Regions from separate parts of the Mus musculus genome. Here all the other regions are linked to region 1. The links are chromatin contacts, called in public promoter capture Hi-C maps. All regions are on one chromosome and are shown on one strand. Each heading gives the region's core, a stretch centred on a gene start, on an enhancer-like site or on the middle of the called end of the contact. The rest is flanking DNA. Distances are from core to core; before and after follow the strand shown. Region 1 holds the start of Wnt6 (wingless-type MMTV integration site family, member 6). Region 2 overlaps Ttll4 (tubulin tyrosine ligase-like family, member 4). Region 3 holds the start of Cdk5r2 (cyclin-dependent kinase 5, regulatory subunit 2 (p39)).

What was found. Promoter capture Hi-C pulls out the DNA fragments that hold promoters and counts their contacts.
Region 2: a contact with region 1 is called in a promoter capture Hi-C map of liver, with 2.3 times the contacts expected there. The contact joins the enhancer-like site here to the promoter of Wnt6 in region 1. A contact is called at or near these places in 9 of 39 promoter capture datasets (the 3T3-L1 cell line, 3T3-L1-derived adipocytes, the C10 cell line and 5 more), 1 of 15 datasets of contacts at CTCF or cohesin (the NIH/3T3 cell line), 5 of 484 Hi-C or Micro-C datasets (the C10 cell line, colorectal tumor organoids, extraembryonic endoderm stem cells and 2 more), 2 of 115 datasets of contacts at active chromatin or transcription factors (the SCID.adh cell line and bone marrow-derived macrophages) and 3 of 9 other capture datasets (adipose tissue, liver and pancreatic islet).
Region 3: a promoter capture Hi-C map of embryonic stem cells shows a contact between it and region 1, with 28 read pairs. The contact joins the promoter of Cdk5r2 here to the promoter of Wnt6 in region 1. A contact is called at or near these places in 13 of 39 promoter capture datasets (the 3T3-L1 cell line, the C10 cell line, the HPC-7 cell line and 5 more), 6 of 15 datasets of contacts at CTCF or cohesin (embryonic stem cells, large pre-B cells, pro-B cells and 1 more), 39 of 484 Hi-C or Micro-C datasets (B cells, LSK cells, the N1E-115 cell line and 11 more), 12 of 115 datasets of contacts at active chromatin or transcription factors (astrocytes, embryonic hindbrain, embryonic midbrain and 2 more) and 4 of 9 other capture datasets (adipose tissue, embryonic stem cells, liver and 1 more).

The regions. Positions count from the first base shown.
Region 1 is chr1:74,770,234-74,773,206 of GRCm38.p6, reverse strand. Wnt6 (wingless-type MMTV integration site family, member 6) reads right to left here and starts at 1,315. Exons shown (of 4, transcript NM_009526.3): 1 at 985-1,315. The coding sequence starts at 1,061.
Region 2 is chr1:74,697,086-74,700,181 of GRCm38.p6, reverse strand. Ttll4 (tubulin tyrosine ligase-like family, member 4) reads right to left here. Exons shown (of 20, transcript NM_001014974.2): 19 at 2,933-3,003; 20 at 1-2,741. The coding sequence ends at 2,483. Among named protein-coding and RNA genes, the nearest start is that of Cyp27a1, 15 kb to the left of the region's middle. Within about 2 kb of position 1,636, at least 25 of the 459 cell types and tissues checked have an H3K27ac peak or open chromatin away from gene starts, as enhancers often do. A contact at or near this core is called in adipose tissue, bone marrow-derived macrophages and liver, where this site is marked.
Region 3 is chr1:74,853,766-74,856,515 of GRCm38.p6, reverse strand. Cdk5r2 (cyclin-dependent kinase 5, regulatory subunit 2 (p39)) reads right to left here and starts at 1,487. Exons shown (of 1, transcript NM_009872.3): 1 at 1-1,487. The coding sequence starts at 1,418. The coding sequence ends at 309. It overlaps Gm16582 (predicted gene 16582), which reads right to left. Exons shown (of 4, transcript NR_151618.1): 2 at 2,001-2,173.

The DNA of each region.
Region 1 (2,973 bases), core at 66-2,565:
AATCCCTCCTCCTCCTCTCTGAACACTGAACTATTCCGGGCGGGTGTTTGTGGCTCTAAAAAACTAAGAGGAAAAAAGTCTTGAAGATTTGGATCTGAGTTGTCCTGGCGCCCCCCACCCCCGCTGCCCCTCCTCTGTCCTTCCCCTCAAGGCTCAAAGCTTTGGAAACCCTCGAAGTCTAGGTGTCTGCTCTGGCTAAATCCCAGAGTTCGGATCTGAGAATTTACCCCATCTCTCGGCTGGCCAGGCTCCTACTGGCTTCATCAGATCGCTCTCAAGAGTTCCTACACCTCCTCCGCTACACATTAAAAAAAAAAAAAAAATTCCTTACTTCCCAGTTCTGGAAGAGAGGGCCTCCGGGATCTCCCCTCTGTCTTTCTTACTCGCTATGGGAAAAGCAGAGAAGTCAGAGTCCTGACTCAGTTTCCCCATTTGCATTCCCTATTCCTGTACTACTGCCAATGCTGAAGGGGCCAGCAATGGTGAGGTGGTAGGCAATGAGGCGCGGGCAAGAGGCAGCCGTTTGACTCTCTCTGTCTTAGAGCTTTCCACCTTGTTCCTGTCTGTTCCCCAAATCTAGCTCGAGGGCCCTTCTCGCCCGTCCCCACCCCTCCTCACCCCGTTCTCACCCAATCTCTCACTATGGATTTCATGATGTCCAACAGCTCTTCCCTACCTATCTGCCAACTCCTTGATGATGCGAATTGGACACATTTCTTTGGGGGAAGGAAGACTATACGGGAAGAAAACACAATAGAGTATCCAGGGGTACAGAACGTCAAAGTGGCACTTCAGAAGTGCTCGGGCAGAGACCCGAAAGGAACTGTCTGCGAGGGTCCCGGTGCAACCTCCCGATAGCTGGGATCCTGGAGCGGGTAGAGCCTGAAGGCAGCAGGATCGCTGTGCCAAGTCCCAAGACTGGCTCTGGGTCCCCACCCTCTGGTGTTTGGAGCTGCGCGGGAGACAGTCCCACTCAGCACTCACCACCACAGTCCATCGACGTGCGCGGGGCACAAGAGCAGCAGCAGCAGTCCGAGGCGGGAGGGCACCGGCGGCAGCATCCTGAGAGCTCTACCGCAGTCTGGCCGGGGAGGCGGCTGGGGGTGGGGAGTGAAGCTGCGGGGTGAGCCGGGGCGCGCGGGCACCGGGCTTCAGGGCAAACGCGGCGACCGAGGCGGCGGCCCGGAGACTAGGGCTCCGGCGGCGGTGGCGGCGGGGGGGCCCATCCCGGGCGAGGAGGGCGCGGCGGAGGCGGAGAGCGGACCCAGCAGCCAGCGCCTGTGTCTCCTGCGGAGCTCGCTGGAGAGAAGAAATCAGAGCCGGGGGCGGGGGTGGGAGGGGAGCGGGGCCGAAGCGTGGGCGGGGGAGGGGGACAGGGGGGCCACGGGGGTGGCAGTTGCGACAGTCAGGCGGCGGGACTCTTGGGAGGGAGCCGTGCGCCCCGGGGCGGCGGGCGCAGAGCGCAGCGGAGGGCGGGTGCTGGGGCGGGGCCGCGCGCTCACGGGTGCGGGTCCCGCCCGCCTGCCCCTCTCCTAGCCTCTGCGGGGTTGTCCCCTGCCATCCCTGGACCTGGGGCATGGAGGGGCGGGATGAATAGTCGAGAAGGGTAAGGGGGGGAGGGAGGAAGAACTGGGGAAGGGGGACTGGCTGGGAGACGTTTGACAGGTTTGTTGACTGTAAAGAGAGAAAACTTCCCAGGAATGAGGGAGTTTGGGGGGAGGGAACAGTACGTAGGGATATACAGATGGGGGCCAGGGAGGAAGTCGGCCGGGGGCGCAGGATGCTCGGTAGAAGGCTGTCCAACTGGATCGCCAGCCCAACGAACTTAGGAGGCGTTACCAACTCCCGCGTCTTTTGCCCCTTCTTCAGCCTCTGTCCCAGCAAGGGAACGAGCCCGAGGCCTGGGTTCTAGCTCCCTAGCCTTGCAGCCGCAGCCAGCCGATGTTGGGGGCGGACAGTGTGGGGGAGATAAGACAGCAAGTGGAACCTCTCCAGGGCCTGCGCTCCAGTATTCGCTACTCATAAACGTGGCGGAGGGCCGAGGTTGCTGACTTCCAAGAGAAGAGGGGTCAGCGCTGGCTGTGGTCAGGTCTCACTTGTCCGCGGGTTCCTGGAGCCTCAAGTTCCTCCCCCAACTTGGCCAGGGCAGAAGGGGTGGGAGAGCCAGCTGCAGGTGAGATGGCGTTTATCTGATTCTCTAATGCCACAAAAATGTCTTTGATGCCCCTGACCCCCTCCCCACGGGGGGAGATCAAAGGCCTCGTGGGGAGGAGGGACAGCTCCATTCATCAAGCCAAGCGGCTGGCAGCGGGCGGCAGCCTCTGCTGCTCTGGCCTGGGGCAGAGGCCCCCCGACGTGCCCCAGGAGTGCAGAGGGACAGGTGGTGCGGACATTCCGAAGCAGGAGCCAATTTCCCCGCCACCGCTATCTAGAGGGCCCATCAACCTTAAACAGGGGACCTTAAGCCCACGTGGCAGAAATTTCACACCAGAGGGGAAAGTTCCTTGTCGTTTGGGGTGGGGAGGAATTTAGAAGTGGAAACGGAGAACAGTGCCAAGATAGACAAACACCGCTGGTGAGCAAAGAGGAGGGCCGGTCCAGAGAGTCGTCCAGAGAGTGGGGCAAATGGGCAAAGATGAGACTGGGGGACCAGAAAGAAGGCAGGAGAAGGCCACAGATGCCTACATCAGGAGGGGGAGCAGATCTGAGGAAAGAAGATGAATAGCAGGGAGAAGGGATGGAAAAACCGGAGCCTAGACACAAACAAATAAGGCCTTGGGTTTTCTGGGAGTCCTAATGAGGATTCTGGGTGTCAAAGGTCCTGAATAAGGAGATTTGCAGAGTGTGAGGCCCTCTGGGGAAGGAAAGGAGCAGAGAGAGGAGACAGCGCTCAGCCAGACACTGGACCAACCTACGTTTCTTCCTTTCTCATGCACTGCACCGCTCCAGCACATAGCAATTTTGTACACAGCC
Region 2 (3,096 bases), core at 387-2,886, 73 kb after region 1:
CTTTGCCAATCAAGGCTCTTGGGAGAACCAAACTATCACTTCACACACATTTATGTTTAATGTTCCCTTTCCTGGGATGCTATAAAGATGAAGCCAGACAAGAGACTCCCGCTGGAACGATAAAGATTAGAGGGAATTATGAAAATTGTGCTTCGGCAAGCTCTGAGTGAAGGGTGATAGGTATAGACACTGCTCTGGCCTCTTCTGAGACTTCTGTAGCTGTTCTTTTCTTTAAAGGAGAGGTTTTATCAACCCACTCCTGCCTTCCCAGAGTGCTAGGATTAAGGGTATGAGCTATCATACTCAGTTTCAAGGAAAGATTTTTTTACATTTCTTTCACAGAACAATGTTTGGACAATAAACCAACAAACGGAAACTGCAATCCCCAATACTTTGGCTTAGCTTACTAAACAACCCTGCAGGGTAGGTCTCACGTTCCATTATAAAGGAAAAGACGACTTTATTCCTTGTCTCAGGAGCCTTCCTCCAGAGGCTGGGTAACTTACCAACTTGGAAAAACATCTGATGTACTGATAAATTGTATTCAAGTACACTTACAAATTTAAAACTTTCAAAAGCTTTTACTTTAAAAGTCCTCATTCAGCCGAATGCTATCTATTGTTGACTAGCCAGTGCTAAAACATGCATGTGAAATAACTTAAGATTACACTCTTGAAAATGAAATGTGATATACAAGCCCTATCTTTTTCTCCAACTAGCAAACAGATTCACCAGCCTTCAAATGTAACGAAGACTGAATACTGTGTATTTAGCTGGGCGCAACACACCCAGACAATCTGGCATTTTTGAGGCAAAGATTACAAGTCCCAGGCAAGGCTGGATCACCCCAGAACACAAAACAGAACTGCCAGTATACTGCTGTGTCTCATCAAGGGGTCCCCAAGTCTGGTGGACTCCAGGCAACTAGTGGGCTGGTCAGTGTTGGCCTGTTTCTGCAGCTACAGAGTTGGAAACTATGATGGGAGACTCTCAGAGGCAGGCTGAGGAATTAAGAGTCTACTTTGAAGGAGTGAATCAGCTAAAACAGGCCTCTTTGTCACATGTGCACTAGGATACTGTAACCAGGACAAGAGGGTGTTGGCTGTTGATATCAGAACAGATTTTCCAGTACAGCTTGGACTCTCCACTGTCTGACTTTGAAGCCTTTATCATTAAGCAGGAAGCACGGCTTAGGACTTTGCTATCCAGCTTTCTTCACAACTGTCAACACAGCATTAGGACTGACTGTCATGTTCACCCATTCTGTGACCTTGAACCCAGTTAGGTCATCTTTCCAGGGCTCCATGCCAACTGGTCAAGGGCTCTAGGAGTCATGTGGAAAGAAAGAAGTCTTCCTCTTTCCAAAACTCAGAAGAATGAGGAAAATGCTAGCAGAGATGGTCACAAAGGACAAATCTTGCTTATCAGATACAAGGCCCCTCTGCTGTGAAAATTAGAGACCACAGGTCCCAGGAGGTGAGTGCTGGGGAACACTAGGCTAAGGAGGACCATGGTTCTAGTGAAACCTCTTCCAATCCAAACTGTCTCATCTTGGCCTCCTTCCTTGGCTCTACTTCCTCACACTGGGGAGAACAGTAGTGCTTCAGGGGCCAGTGTCCTTGGAGATCTGAATGCACAGTTCACTCAGTCAGTGTTTACTCAGTGCTCAGTGTGGACTGAGTCCTGGGGGAGGTAGATGCCACTGAGTATTAGCTGTCAGAGATGAGAAGCCTATTCTATAAGAGTGACCCACCAAGGCACAAACCCTGCTAAAAGTAAAAGAGACTACAAGATTTGCCCACACTGAGGAAAGCACAGCGCATTCCACCCTCCTCTACACAGCAGCAACTAAAATGATCAGGATCCTTCACTGGAGCCCTAGAGACTCCCAGAAGATGGAGAGCTACTGATGGGGTGGAAGCTTAAATGGATATGGTGTGGAGGTCACCCAAGGCCAGGAGGCCAGGAAATGGGTGTAGCCTGTCATGGTTTCTTCTTGCTTGTCTTTGAAGAAGTCTGAAGGTTTCTAAAACTGTCTCTTCAAGACAAGGATAAGTAGAGGACAGAGGTCCTAAGGAAATCAGGACCTTCAAAGAATTCCTCTCATTTACAGAACAAGAGACTTCAATGTTTAGCATGTTTTCTCCTCTTAAACTACAATCCAGCCCTGTACCAGGGCCTCAAATAAATCACACATGGCTCTCAGTGTAGAAACCAAACCCTGCTTTATAAAGCTGCTTGACTGTCACTGTCTTCTCTACTGAGAAATGAGGTGCTAGCCAGACAGTAAGGTGACAGAGGGCGAACCTTCCTCACCTTCTCCCCATCACCATCGCCCTTCCAGCCCTCCAGATGCCCATATCTACAATAGAACCACTTCAAAAATACTCTGATGAGGGGCAAAGTGGAGGCGGGGTAGAGGCTCAGGCTGGTCAGCAGGCTGGTTCCCTTGAGGTAGCTGAGTGCTCCTGTGCAGGACCAGTCACGAGCTCACAGCAGTCAAGCGGGAGTCAGTGACTGACTGGGAAGCAGAAGCAGCAGAAAGTCTGGAACTCTGCCCAGAGTACTTGAGGACAGGTAACCCCGGGGTAGAGCGCTTGGACTGTTTGCTGGTGTTCTCATTGCTCCTTGAGGACAAAGTCTTCCTGGATATGGGAGACAGGCCAGCTTGACTCTTCTTAGACTTGGGTGTTGACCTGTCTTCAGAGGACAGTGTGGTTCCCTCAGAGGCGCTCTTCTTTCTGAAGGGGAAAACAGAGCTGAGGCTAAGACTAGCACAGCACGGGAGGATACTGTGGCTGTTGATGTGGCTGCAGATTCTGACACTCCTACCAACCTCCAGGTGGAGAGTTCCTCTTACTGTCATGATCTGGGGAAAGAGGAAAGAGACTCCCCAACTCCATAAACCTTCTCTTGCTGAACTAGTACTCACCGTGACTTGCTGGCGGAATTTGGTGTCCCATCACCCTTTGAGGTAGTCATGAGCGATGTTGGCAGAGACCACTATAACAAAGGAAGCAGTAAGTTTAAGGGAGCAGGCTGAGTTCAGGAAGGAACACTCAGGGTCTTGGGACTCGTGCTCAGCTCTGCCGCTCT
Region 3 (2,750 bases), core at 238-2,737, 83 kb before region 1:
CACAGCAGGAAAGAGGGAGACCAGGGCAGAAATGGAAAGATGGAGGCGCAGACAGACGGAAAGGGTGAACGAAGTTGGGGGTGCACTTCCCGCGATCATCCCCCACGCCCACCCCACGCCCAGTAAATCCAGACACCGCGGCCTCTGGCGTCCTAGCCTCCACCTTCCCCTGTGGGGCAGGGGCGGCTCCTCCTCGGCCCAGCCTGGGCATAGAGCAGCGGTAATAGCGACGGTGGCTTGATGGTCCCGGGGTTTCCGGGTGTGTGTGAGGGGCTGGGGCGGGGGGCGGGCGCGGCCCCTGGGAATCCCTAGCGGTCCAAGTTCATAGTCCAGTGCTTGGCTCCGGTCGCGCAGCTGTCCCTGGCGCTCGAGGAGGAGGTGGTGGACGCGCTGCTTCCGCTCGGTGGACCCCCGGTGCTCGCCGCGGCCTCGCCCTCGTTCTTGAGGTCTTGAAAGACTTGCGTGAAGAAGTGGGGGTCGGCGTTGAGTCGCAGCATCTGCGGGCTGAGCCGCTGGATGAGGCGCAGGCAGCGCTGCCAGAAGCGCTCCTTGTCGGGCTCCACGAGGAACGGCTTGAGCGGGTAGGAGATCTCGTTGCCCATGTAGGAGTAGGCGAGGTAGAGGCAGGTGAGGAAGGCGGCCTGCAGTTCCGCGGCCGACGCCAGCTCGTCCCCACGAAGCGACTCCCGGCACAGCAGGTACACGAACACCAGGTTGGCGGGGGTAATGAAGGCCTGGTCTTGCCAGCCCTGCAGCAGCAGCGAGCGGTCCACGCCGCGGAACCAGCCCACCAGCTCGCCGGGGCTCAGCTCCTTGAGGCGGTAGCAGCGTCGGCACACGAAGTCGCCGAGGCAGCGGAGCAGCTCGCCGGTAGACGCCTGCACGATGACCCGCCGCGGCGAGCCTCCGGGCGCCGGCGGTGCCGCCTGCGGGGCTGGGGGTGGCGGCGGCGGCGGCTTTCCCCCGCCTGAGCCTGGTGGAGGGGCGGCTGCGCTGCCCCCCGACGGGGGCTCGCAGGTGGCAGCGGTCGTGGGCACCGTGGGCACCGGCACGGCCAGGGGCTTGGCTGTTCCGCCACCGTCGGGGCCGTCGCGGCCCTTGCGGAGAAGGTTCTCGCGGTTGCGTTGCTGGACCAGAGGGTCGGGACCGGTGGACGCTGGCTTGGGCGTCACCTTTTTGCTGCCTTTCTTCTTCTTGGCCGAGGCTGCCACTAGGCGCTTCCAGGTGAGCGCCGAGATGAGCACGGACGGCCGTTTGAGCCGGCTCTCGCCTTTGCCGCCCTTGCCGGCCGGCGGCGCGCCGTAGCCCCCCAGCGCCTCGTCCCCCGCGGGCGGCGCCTTCTTTTTCTCCTCCGGCAGCCCTCCCGGCCTCCGGCCCTTGGCCGAGGAAGCAGGGGAAAGCGACAGCACCGTGCCCATCCTGCAGAGCGGGGCCGGCGCCCGGGCCCCAGCGGGAACCGCGGGCGGCGCCGCTGCTGCTGCAGCCCCGGGGGACCCGGCGGTGGGGGGCCTAGCCCCGGCCCGGGCGCGCGGACGGGCGGGGGATGGAGCCGCTCTGCTGCGCCGCGGCGGCTGCTCTGAGCCGAAGCTGCGCCAGCTGCAGCGTCAGCCCCACCCCTTGGGCCCCTTCTTTCGCCACGCCGCGCCCCGCCTCACGCAGCCAATCCTGACTCTAGTTTTCTTTGATCGGCAGCTCCTCTAACCAATAGGATGTTGCATACTAATCTACTGTACCGCCTTACCCACCGCCTGGAGTCTTCAGTCCCTTACCTTTTCCCAAAGGGGGAAAAGGGGGGAAAGGAGGAAAAGGAGAGAGGGGGTGTGTGTGATTCTGAGGTCTCTTTTTCTGGCTGAGCAGGGGGTTGAAGTGAGGTGAAAATGGTCCTTCCCATCTCTTCCTCCAGATCCCAAGACCATGGGTCTGAATGTTTTGATACACTGTGATACACTGGGTCCAAGCCGCAGTATAGAAGCCATGGGAACAGCCTATCATTCGCTCACCTTTGAGTTTGTTTAGTGGGCAATATGGCAGCTTGCCCTCATCGAGACACCCCAGTTGCACCTTCCGGCTTCGCCCATCTGGATGTCCGCTTGCTATCCTCTTCATCGCCCCCCCCCCCTTGGGGACGGGGGTAGGGTGGGGTGGAGGAGACTGCTGCAGGCTCATTCCTGATCTGTAAGAGAATGCTAGTGTGTGAGACTCTGAGCAACCGAGCAAATGCACCCTTTCTCCTTGGCAGAGGGAAGGATGTGTGTCTTTGCTTCACGGAGCAGGAACAGGGGGAAGTCTAAAGACAACCTAATGAGTCTGTACTTGATTCCCTGCTTCTGACTCTGACCCCTGGACAGCTCATTTTTGATTGGTTGTCCCAACAACACATTCATCTCACCCTTGCATGCGTGATGGATGGTTGGACTCCAGGGAACTCTGGAAATTGGTTTAGTTGAAGGCCCCAGTCTGGGGTCTACTGTGTGGAAATCGGTTGGCTCAACTTCCAGTCAAGATCCGGGGTCCTAGTTGAGATGGATTTTAACCAGTAGACAGCTTCCTTGTGCTCAGACTCTAGCTGTTCCCACTCCAGCTGCCAGCTATTATACTGGGAGCTGCCGGTTTCTCTGGACCCCTCCATTCCTGCTACGGACCACATAGGCCTTGATCCCAGACTTTGAGCCTTATCGGCAGGTTGTGAGAACCGCTTGTCCTGGGCCACTTCAGTGTGTCTTGTAGGACCCTCCAGTCTGCTGTCTGTG